Linked DNA regions of Mus musculus: all the other regions are linked to region 2. Evidence: chromatin contacts called from public Micro-C and promoter capture Hi-C data. All regions are on one chromosome and are shown on one strand. The core of a region is the stretch at or near the end of the contact, and the rest is flanking DNA. Distances in the headings are between cores, read along the strand shown.

The links. Promoter capture Hi-C pulls out the DNA fragments that hold promoters and counts their contacts. A called contact is a pair of places that touch in the nucleus more often than the background predicts.
Region 1: a contact with region 2 is called in a promoter capture Hi-C map of second pharyngeal arch cranial neural crest, with 3 times the contacts expected there. The contact joins the promoter of Ctla4 here to the promoter of Ica1l in region 2. A contact is called at or near these places in 4 of 39 promoter capture datasets (hippocampal neurons, maxillary cranial neural crest, pre-B cells and 1 more), 2 of 115 datasets of contacts at active chromatin or transcription factors (large pre-B cells and memory CD8 T cells) and 1 of 9 other capture datasets (macrophages).
Region 3: a contact with region 2 is called in a Micro-C map of embryonic stem cells, with 4 times the contacts expected there. The contact joins the promoter of Raph1 here to the promoter of Ica1l in region 2. A contact is called at or near these places in 2 of 39 promoter capture datasets (cranial neural crest and maxillary cranial neural crest) and 1 of 484 Hi-C or Micro-C datasets (embryonic stem cells).

The regions. Positions count from the first base shown.
Region 1 is chr1:60,906,995-60,910,376 of GRCm38.p6, forward strand. It overlaps Ctla4 (cytotoxic T-lymphocyte-associated protein 4), which reads left to right and starts at 2,031. Exons shown (of 4, transcript NM_009843.4): 1 at 2,031-2,285. The coding sequence starts at 2,177.
Region 2 is chr1:60,041,155-60,044,394 of GRCm38.p6, forward strand. Ica1l (islet cell autoantigen 1-like) reads right to left here and starts at 1,968. Exons shown (of 11, transcript NM_027407.4): 1 at 1,643-1,968.
Region 3 is chr1:60,564,839-60,568,370 of GRCm38.p6, forward strand. It overlaps Raph1 (Ras association (RalGDS/AF-6) and pleckstrin homology domains 1), which reads right to left and starts at 1,927. Exons shown (of 14, transcript NM_001045513.3): 1 at 1,727-1,927.

The sequences.
Region 1 (3,382 bases), core at 781-3,280, 870 kb after region 2:
TGGCTTTTTCTGTTTCACTGGCTCTTGCAGAGGCAGCATCTCCCACCAGGTTCTCTGGAAATACTGCTCTTTCTGTCTGAATACTTACCTCTTACTTTTGTCATCAATAATGAGTCCAGTGTATCCCTCCTCCAAGAAGACTGCCCTGATGTCCATACTTGAACCAATGGTTCCTGCTCCTCTCTAACTGCGTAATACTTCAACACTATCATCTATCTCATTCCCATTCTGCCATGATTATGATGTAAGTATAACTGCCTGCCATTGCCACTGCCATGGCTCTCCAACAGGACAGGAATACACACACACACACACACACACACACACACACACACACACACACACTTAAAGTCTTTAGTGCCAGTCTGGTTCCTGGCTCCTTATTAATGCCATTAGGTTGTTATTGCTTCTTGCCACACGAATTGGGGATTGGAGGCTTCTCTACAGTGCTAGGGGAATCTAGAAAAGAGACACTTCACAAGCAGCTTCTTAGGGTGTTGACACCTCAGCTAAATGCTAGGGGATGTGGAGAGGAGGCAACAAAATAGAAGGAGCAAATACAGCGTAGGAAGCTTGTGTCATTGTCATAGGACCCGAAGGAAGCATGGTGGGAAATGGCATGCAGAATGAAAGGCCTGTGTGAGCACATGCTAGTGGGCAGGCTCTAAAGGAAGCATACAGTCCCGACTCTACAGAGCCTCTTCTGATGGGGTGCAGAGATGGCAGGAAACCACAGAAACAAGGGAGCATCTACTTGCCACTGCCTTCCAAGAGCTCTTATTAAAGGCATCCTCTGCCATGCCAGGCAACCAACTAGGTTTTTTTATCCTGCCATCATCCCATCCCAAGTGCCCACAATTCATAGCATGTTATAGATCTGCAGTGAACACCCCTCTCATCCTTGAACTATATGAGAGCTTCCCAGACTTAAGAGAAGTCTTCAATGTATAGTCTTCTAAAAATGCACTACAAATATGTGTGTATTAATTATCCTAACTATCTAATATGCATTAATATAGAGAATACTTAAATATTTTAAATACTGAACATTCTAAATAATTTTAATATTATAAAAATACCATAGTATTTATGATTGAATGTTTGCCCTTCTTTACAGCTTAGGTTAAGAATTCTGGTAATATATATCCTTAGTTTTGGTGGTGCTGGGAATTGAACCTCAGGTCTACTGCATACTAGGCAAGTATTCTACCACTGAGCTACATCTATACCTCTGAGCTGTGTCTTCATTGCTGAGGTATATGAACTACGTCTCTATCACTGAGCTGTGCCTCCAAGTTTTAAGTTTCTACCTTTGAAAATTTTTACTATTTTTTTTAAAAGCCCATCCTCCTGTGGAGGTTTTAAATGTCTTTTCATTTGGATTGACTTTCTCTGGGCCATCCACAACTTTATTTTGCCGTTGTTACAGTTTTAAAAGCATCTGGTTTATTTCCCAACGGACAAAACCAGAGGCCCCTTTCCCTGTTTTGTGTGTGTGTGTTTGTGTGTGCATATGTGTGCATGCATGTGCATGTACAAATGTGTGTGTGTCTTTCATTTCTTGTGATTTTGGCATTTTTCTCTCAGTAAAATACTAAGTGGAGTTAGGCAAAAATAAACCCTTTTGTGTACTGAGGGGCTCATAGAAGGACACAATTTTTCTTGGTGCCTTCCAAAGAGAAATTCAGACATCAGCTCCAGGACTAAGAGGGATGGCCATGGGACGCTAAGTAAGAGTACTGGGGGATTAAAGATGACCAGATGACTGGATAAAGTTGGGACTGGGATTTAGGGATTCCTTGTACTACAGAAATTATACTCTCCAAGACTCCACGTCTCCAGGTCCTCAGAGGTGACTCGAAGCTTCAGTTTCAAGTTGAGTACATTTTCCATCCATGGATTTGCTTGTTTTGTTCAGTTTTAGTTTGAATATTTGAGGTCGTCTTTACGACGTAACAGCTAAACCCACGGCTTCCTTTCTCGTAAAACCAAAACAAAAAGGCTCTCTGTTCAGGTGTCCTGTGTGTGCACTACACATATGTAGCACGTACCTTGGATCAAAGCTGTCTATATAAAGTCCCCGAGTCTGTGTGGGTTCAAACACATCTCAAGGCTTCTGGATCCTGTTGGGTTTTACTCTGCTCCCTGAGGACCTCAGCACATTTGCCCCCCAGCCATGGCTTGTCTTGGACTCCGGAGGTACAAAGCTCAACTGCAGCTGCCTTCTAGGACTTGGCCTTTTGTAGCCCTGCTCACTCTTCTTTTCATCCCAGTCTTCTCTGAAGGTGAGTGGAGACTTCTGGAACATGGAGGTGGAGGAGGTGTTTTTCCTACATGGGTTTCGTTTTTTTTTTTTCTTTCAGAAGCTGAGGACAGTGATTTATAGAAATGCCAGAAGTTAAAGCCAAACCCTCTACTTTTTGGTTTAACAGCTTCCTACAGACAAGTTCCAAGAAGAATATAGGAGGTCTAGCAGTAGCGAAGGAGCTGAGACTAGCCACAGCAGCTTGCTGGGATCTCAGCTGGGACTTAAGGAACCATGAGAGTTCCTTAAGTCCCATATGGGGGAGAACAAGTTCTTTGTCACTGCTAGAAAATCCTGTAAAGTTAAGAGATTTAAGGGGGGCATTTGAAATCGTGAGTACATTTGATCTTGATATCACAGTAACATTAAGGTTTTTCTCCTTACCCCCAATCCCACCCCCAAAACTTACCTAAATTCAAATAAATAAGAAGTTTTCCTCATTCACTTTAAGATTTTGAGACACTCTTAGTTCTTTAAATTATCACACCTAAGGCTTAGGGGACATAGCAGAAGAGGGGGCAGAAAGACTATGAGAGCCAAAGGTACATAGAGTTTACTGAGAGATTGTGTCTCTTAGGATGTCAAATGGTACACCCATAAAGTCTCACCAACACGACTGCCTAAACTTGAGCTGAATAAGGACATGAATAACAATAGACATACCCAAGTGGATGGGGAAAGACCAAGATGCTTCAGCACTATAGCAATAACTACAGGAAGCCAAGGAATATGGAGAGTAGGAAATTGCCAAGGGAAAAGCACACCAGCTGACTATCCAATAACATATGGTCAGCCTTCAAAACAAAAAGCAAATAACATATAGAATGGGCAGGTTTCATTAAGAATGACTATAACTATAGTCTGTGCATATCACAACAAATAATGAAAAGGGGGGCCATGAATTTGAAAGAAAAGCAAGGAGGGGTACATGAGAAGGTTTGGAGGAGAGAAAGGAGAAATAATGTAATTATATTAATCTCAAAGAATAGAAGAAGTAGTAAGTAAAGGGAAAATAAATTAGTTAATTATTTTAAAGATGGAATAGTTTTAAGTCGAAGGAAGAAAGAAAGGCAAAGT
Region 2 (3,240 bases), core at 718-3,217:
TTTAGCTACCTTTTAAACTTTTTTTCTTAGTGTTCTATAAAGGAGCCAACAATGGTAAAATAATAAGATGTGTATAGGTGGTAACTGATTTTTAATTATAAACACTGGACCTAAACAGAAATCTGAACGTTTTACTACAGAAAAAAGGTAAAACTTAATGTAAGCTGATTTAAAAAAAAAAAAAGCCAACTGGAAAAAAAGGCAAAATGTAAATGATAAATGAAAATGACCAAATGACCAATGGGAAAACGGTAACAAAAGTTACTTCACGTAAAGAGAATCTCCAATTTCAGAAATATTTTAAAGTCCTTTACACATCCCTTCTGTTGCTAAAGAAAATATAAATAATACAGATTTAAAGAAGTTAAAAATAAGATTTTACTCAGTGTATGTACTACAGAAAACCAGAGTTTGTTAGTATAAAACAATGTAGTCTATTATGTTGCACATTTTGATATTTGGTCTTACTTCAGTCATTGGAATAAATTTAATTTTCATGACAAACATCTACAATGAAAATATGGATTTCTGCTTTTCCCATCAGTCTCATGTTTAGTTTTGTTTTTTGAACTGGGATCTCATCACCCTTCTAACTCTAAGATTATAATGATTTCTCTAGGGCTGGAGAGATGGCTCAGTGGTTAAGAGTACTGACTGCTCTTCCAGCGGTCCTGAGTTCAATTCCCAGCAACCACATGGTGGCTACAACCATCTGTAATGGGCATCCGATGCCAACTTCTGATGTGTCTGACGACAGTGACAGTATACCTACATACATGAAATAAATAGATAAATCTTTTTTTAAAGCTTATAATGATTTCTCTAGCAGTTAGGATTGCTGGTAATTAGACAGTGCTTTGCTATTTTTAATACCTACATGTACAACCCATTTCACATTATTAAAATAAGTACAGAAAGTTCAAAGAAAACTGGTAATGTTATGAACTGATAATATAAGATGATTTTTTAACTTTGGTCATATAAAATATATATATATCCACCATTAGGAGATGTTTTCTTGGCCAGTAAATGTATAACTGAAAGATATAATTAATTTCCATTAAAGAATGAGGTACCTGTAGCTGCTAAATATTGATGTATTTACAATATTACTTTACAAAACTTCGCTTAAGCCAGAATCAAATAATCCAATACTTAAATACTTAGAGCCCAAACCGCAGGGAAACATCATCTCCCCACAAACTATTTCAGCGACCCAGAGTTGCTAGCAGGTTGTGTGTTTTGTGCATGAAGATCATACATTATATGGCATCCCCGATTCACACACACTACTGGCAAGCCCACAGCTCACGGGTAGGACGCCAAGCAGGATTGTTTTTCCCGTCTCCATTTTTCTTAGAGCATCAGGTATCGGCTGCCTGCATCATCACCCAGGTGAGGTCAGTGGTCAGAGACACCTGGCCTGCTTTTCCCCAGCCGAATCCGTGCGGTGATGCTGGGGTCCCCACCTGGGAGAGGAGGCTTTGTGCACCGACACCCCCCGCGAGGTGATGCATTCCGACATCACCACGACCCGCAGCTTTGCTTAGGTTCTGTTCTCACCACGTCCATCTCGCAATTGGTCTGTTCTGAAGACATCCCACAACAGGACAATAATAGTAATAAATTAAGCGCGACGTACATAGGCAGCCAGCAGGAAAGCACGCAGGGCTGTGAGCATCTGCCCCGTATCGGGAGCGCCCAGGCCGGCCTCAGGCCGCGGCTTCCTTCCCCTGGAGGGAGCGCAGGAGACGCCCCCGCCGCGGACGGGTCGGGTCCGCCGAGGCCGCCGCCTGAGGCCGGCCCACGGAGAGCGCGCGGCCCGCGCCCCCGCCCGCCGTCGTCATGGGAACCAGGTTTGGCCACCGCCGCCCGCCGCCCTGAGGGAGCGGAGGGCCAGACCCCGGACCCTCACCGCGCCGCCGGAGCCGCGCCGCTCCTCGCCGCTCGGGCCGCGCTGAGCTCTTCCGCGCACCGGCCCAGCCGCCGCCCGCGAGCCCGCGAGCCCGCGCCCGCCGCGCCGGTGCGCCGAGGTGGGGGGCTCGGCGGCGGGAGATTTAAACCCGCGGCCCTGCGCGCGGCGGCTCCGCTCGGCTCCGCTCTGCGCGCCCCGGCGCCTCTCTCCGCCCGCGGAGGCCGCGCGCCCTGGGTGTCGCTTGCTCGTGAGAAGTGACGGGCGCCAGGCCCTGAGTCCCGGACCCTCACTGAGCCGAGGCAGCCGAGGTGGGTGCGTGGAAGACCGGCTTGGCCTTGTCTCCCGGCTCCTGCCTTCCCCTCGCTGCCTCTGCGCCTCAGTTGCCACTTAGTACTCGGGCTCGGCGCGAGGCAAGTGTTCACGCGAGGCGTCACACCCTCATCTTTAAAGGTTTAAAGAGGGACAACTGTTAATAACTGACTTCAAGAGCAAAAGTGGTGTCCGAGCCAAAAAACCCCAAGGGGGGGGGGGTGGGAATGGAAATAAGGCTAATGGAAAATTATTACTGGTAAGGAATAATAAACTCAAAGTGCTTTCCTTTTCAAGTTTTAACGTCCAAGTTCAACTTTCCTAAAGGTTTACAACATACGAATTAATTGTATATATGACATATATAGGCTGATAACGACCCCCCCCTTTAACTCTTAGGATAACCATCTGAGGGGTCATGGAGAACTACACGAAGTAAGGGGTCCAAACAGAATATTAATTACAAAGTAGTATGTAAAGTTTTTAAGTTTTAGACTAGAAAAAGAGCTACTTCTTCTATAAAGGGCTGATTTGAACTATAACTTTTAAGATAAATTTAAATTCTTACAACAGCTATTTTGGATTTCAAATAATGGGCAAATACTTGAAATTGTATGCAATATTGGGACATTTTCCCCTCTAGGAAAGTGTCAAATAGCTCCTCTTGCTCCTCAAAGTCCAAATCCTTGGAGGAATATGAATTAGCAGGAAGCAGATATGATTGGTCAACTATAGTTCTCCGGATCTTCCTTGTGTCACACTGAGATGGGTCAGTGGGGCCGCAGCTCTTTCTAAGGCTCCAGAGAGGAGCCCAGGCAAGGAGCGAGTGGTAGTCACAGCTATTGAATGAGTCCAGCTGTCAGCGAAGCAACAGGTGAGCAAAATGAAAAAGACTAAAGATGGGCAAAAACTTTGTGTGGAGGACCACAGTACAACCATGGCAAGAGTGAACTGCAGTCTGGACTGCTGACCTTGAATTAAAGGCCTCTGTAATCGAAGCTGGAAAGCTCCTGACA
Region 3 (3,532 bases), core at 677-3,176, 520 kb after region 2:
TTGTGTAATCCAGGCTGACCTGGACTTCACGTCAATCTTCCTGCCTCAGCCTCCCCAGTGCAGACTACAGGAAAGATCCACCCACCATGTCCGGCTCATGCGAAGGGATAATTACCACCTAACATGTGAAATGTCTTCTTCTCCCAGTCTATACTGTTAAAATCTTGCCCGTCCTGTTGAAATTCAAATATATGATGCACATGTATGAAAAGATCATGATGAGACCCAGTATTATGTATAATTAATACATAACAATAAAACGTTGTTTTAAAAATGAAGTATTATTCAACCTTTTAAAAGGCTCCACTTTATACTGGCAGCTTACAGATCCCCCCCCCCCCCCCCCACTGACCTCTCAATGTAGAATCAACCTTTTCTTTGCTGTCTTATGCTACACATGCCTCAACAACTCACTGTTGCCAACATTCACTTCTGACCCTCCCTCTCAGGAGACACTCCGCCCTCAGCAGGAGGAAAAGGAATTTAACACGTACTGAGCATCTCAGAGACAAGCAAGGGGCTACCAATTTTGCATACATTTTCTTATTCAATCTTCTTGACAACAGGCTAGAAAGGAAAACAGGTGGAGTACTGCTGCTTACCGGCAGGGAACTACTGCATAGTTATCGGCTTGCTTGTCCACTATCACGTTGCTAGCCTATTCTAGCGCATGGAATGTGACTTTACTCTGTTCTAACGCACTGTTTCCACCACTCAAGTGTTGTAGAAGTGTCTCCCACTATACCTGAGGAGGTTTCTGTGACTGTGTGCTCACTTCAATATTCTTACGAACACAATACCACCGTTTAATAATCGAATGATGCCTCAGCCCTAGCCCGCTACCTTTACAGTTCCTTTAGGGAGGACTTTACCTACTTGGGCGGCTCTCCACTTCTCCATGAGAAATGCTGCAGGCAGCGTCCACCCAAACTGTTCTTCCCATAAAATGTATGAAATGCAACACACAGGAAACATGCAACTCATACCATTTCCCAAAGCTCCTATTTCACTCTGATACATAAGGATCAAGTAGTTTCCAGTTCACACAGGGGGGCCAGCCTAAGACAACCCCTGAATAGGAAAAGGGTATCTTTCAGGTGTCTTAAAACGAAGGCAACCTAACCAACACTATTAGGCAGCCTTCCCTCTTTCTGCCGTCCTCCACTGAATTGCAGTTTGGATTTCCGGCGGGAATGTACGCGGAAAGATGAGATGGAGCTAAAAAGCACTAGAGCAATTACTTTGCCGGCTTAATTAGAAGACACAGAAGGCGCCCCGCCTTTCTAAATCTCTGCAGTGAACTCATCTATGAAAGCAGGCAGGGCATGGAAGCTAGAACAATCCCGCACCCAGCCATCGGTTTCTGCGGCTACCGGGAGCCAGTCCCTTTCCACCCGCGGTCCCCGGCCACCGGCGCCCTAGTGCGGAGTATCAGCCCTGCCGCACCTCCCCAGGCGGCCCCAGGTCTCATTGTCTGCACGGTGCAGCCCCGAGGGGCGCGGGGTGCAACCCAGGCCCCGCCGACCCCCTACCCACCGCAGGCCGCCTGGCGGGGCTCAGCCCAACGCTGAGAGCCTGACCGGCAAGGACCGCGCCCCGGGCTGCAGCCGTCCGCACTCGCTCGGAGGGCCACGCCGGGCGCCGGGCAAATGGAGACGGCAGCGCCTCCCGGGCACCCAGACCTCTCCTTTCCCGGACCTCGAGGGCCAGGTGGCGGAGCACTCACCGTGGCAGCCCCTCGGCCCTCCCGGAGCCCTGCGCTAGGCAGCAGCTGCTCGCGCCTCCAGTCGCCGCCGCCGCCGCCTCTCCAGGGGCGACGCTCCTCTCCCGAACGCTGAGAGCGCCCGCAGCTCCCGCGGCGCGCGCTCGGCGACTGACTGACCGACCCACAGAGCGGGCGTCGGCGGGGACTGGGCGGGGCGGCCGCAGAGCCCCGCGGCGCGGATCACAGAGCCCGCGCGTCCTGCCCCGGCACACTGGGCGGGGCTGAGGGCCGCGCGGCCCAAGGGCGGACCGACTTGCGCCTGACCGCGCGCTCCCCGCCGCGGCCACCGCTCACTTCCGGCGCAGGCGGCCGCGCGCCTCTCCTGCTCCCCGGCACGCGCGCACGCGCGCGCCCCTCCCGGCCTGGACAGCCGCACCCCCCACCCCCACCCAACCGGCCGCCCCTCAGGCGCCGGGCCGCACCCAGCCGCGGCCGTCCTCCGCGCCCTGCCTTTCCAGCGCGCGTCCGTGTGAGTCGCCTCCAGGAACCAATGAATCAGAGAATGAATGAGCGGAGAGGAAAATCCCGCCGCGGTCCCGCCCGCCGTGGCCCTTCCCGTGAAGCCTGCCCAATCACTCGGGTCCCAGGGTCTTGGGAGACTGAGGGCGGACGAGCAGACCTGTCCGGGCTGGGAGCCTTTGCCTGCCGCATGTGTCGTCTCCAGAACCAACCCTGGGCTTCCTCAGGCACTCGCCTACTATTGTTGAAATCTGGGAGCACTGCCCTAGGAAATCCCATTTTAGCTTAAACTCTGCAGTTTCGTGCAGTGTAAGGAAAGCTTTCAGGGATCAGACATTATTCCATTCATCTTTACCTTTTTCACGTCAGAGCCTGTTCATCTGTGTCCCTGGTTTCTGTTCTCCCTTATTGAATTTGTTCTCAGCAAGGGTGTTGGCGAACTTTCCTGAGCCCTGAGCTGTATTCCCTGAGTACTACACTTAAAATACTGGGTTTGATTCCAAGCTCCAAATTACTCAAATGCTGCTTATCTTAATGCAGTTTTGACTTAGGCAGACTTAGATTTCTTTCGATTTACGTCCTTATTATGACCTTCATGTAAAGTTGATCAAAGGAAAGGAAAAGTAGTATTAAATTACCTTTGCTTGGCTATGTACTTTGTTAGCATTGAAGAAATTGAGCTATGGTCTGGAATTGGCTGCATTGAACGTCCAGCATTCTTTTTTTTCTATGTCTTCTTGTCTGTTCTTTAACTGTTTCTGTATCTTGAATTTTCACCAAAAAAATAAAAGGAAAAAAAAAAAACCCATAAATAACCTATTTCCGAAATTCTGGCGATCTTTCTAAGAATGAGTATTCACTCCTCTAGTGTAGGATCAAATCCCAGTTTGACTAATTGCATTCTACTTCCTGATATTCTTGAAGAGTTCCAAGTAGTTTCAGTCTTTTAGTAGTCTTTTCCAAACTGCTGCACAATCTGTTTCAAACTGGTATTTAGAACTGTCCAATACAATTATTGTCTGTTTCACACTTGAGATACTTGTACTTAGGAAATAAGTGCATTTTTTGTATTTTAAATTTAGTAGGTCTTCAATAATCTCGTGTAAAATAACATCATCTCATAAACTAAAAATGGTGGAAGTGTCCAGTACCTGTGACCTCTCTTCCCTGTTGAACTCAGTCATCATTTGTTACCTGTAATTATTTCAGCACACTATATTCTCTTAATGAATATCATATCATATTCAGTTCATACCCCATGCAGTATCTACTGTAGACCTTTGTATAAATAACAAATGCTTTGAATTT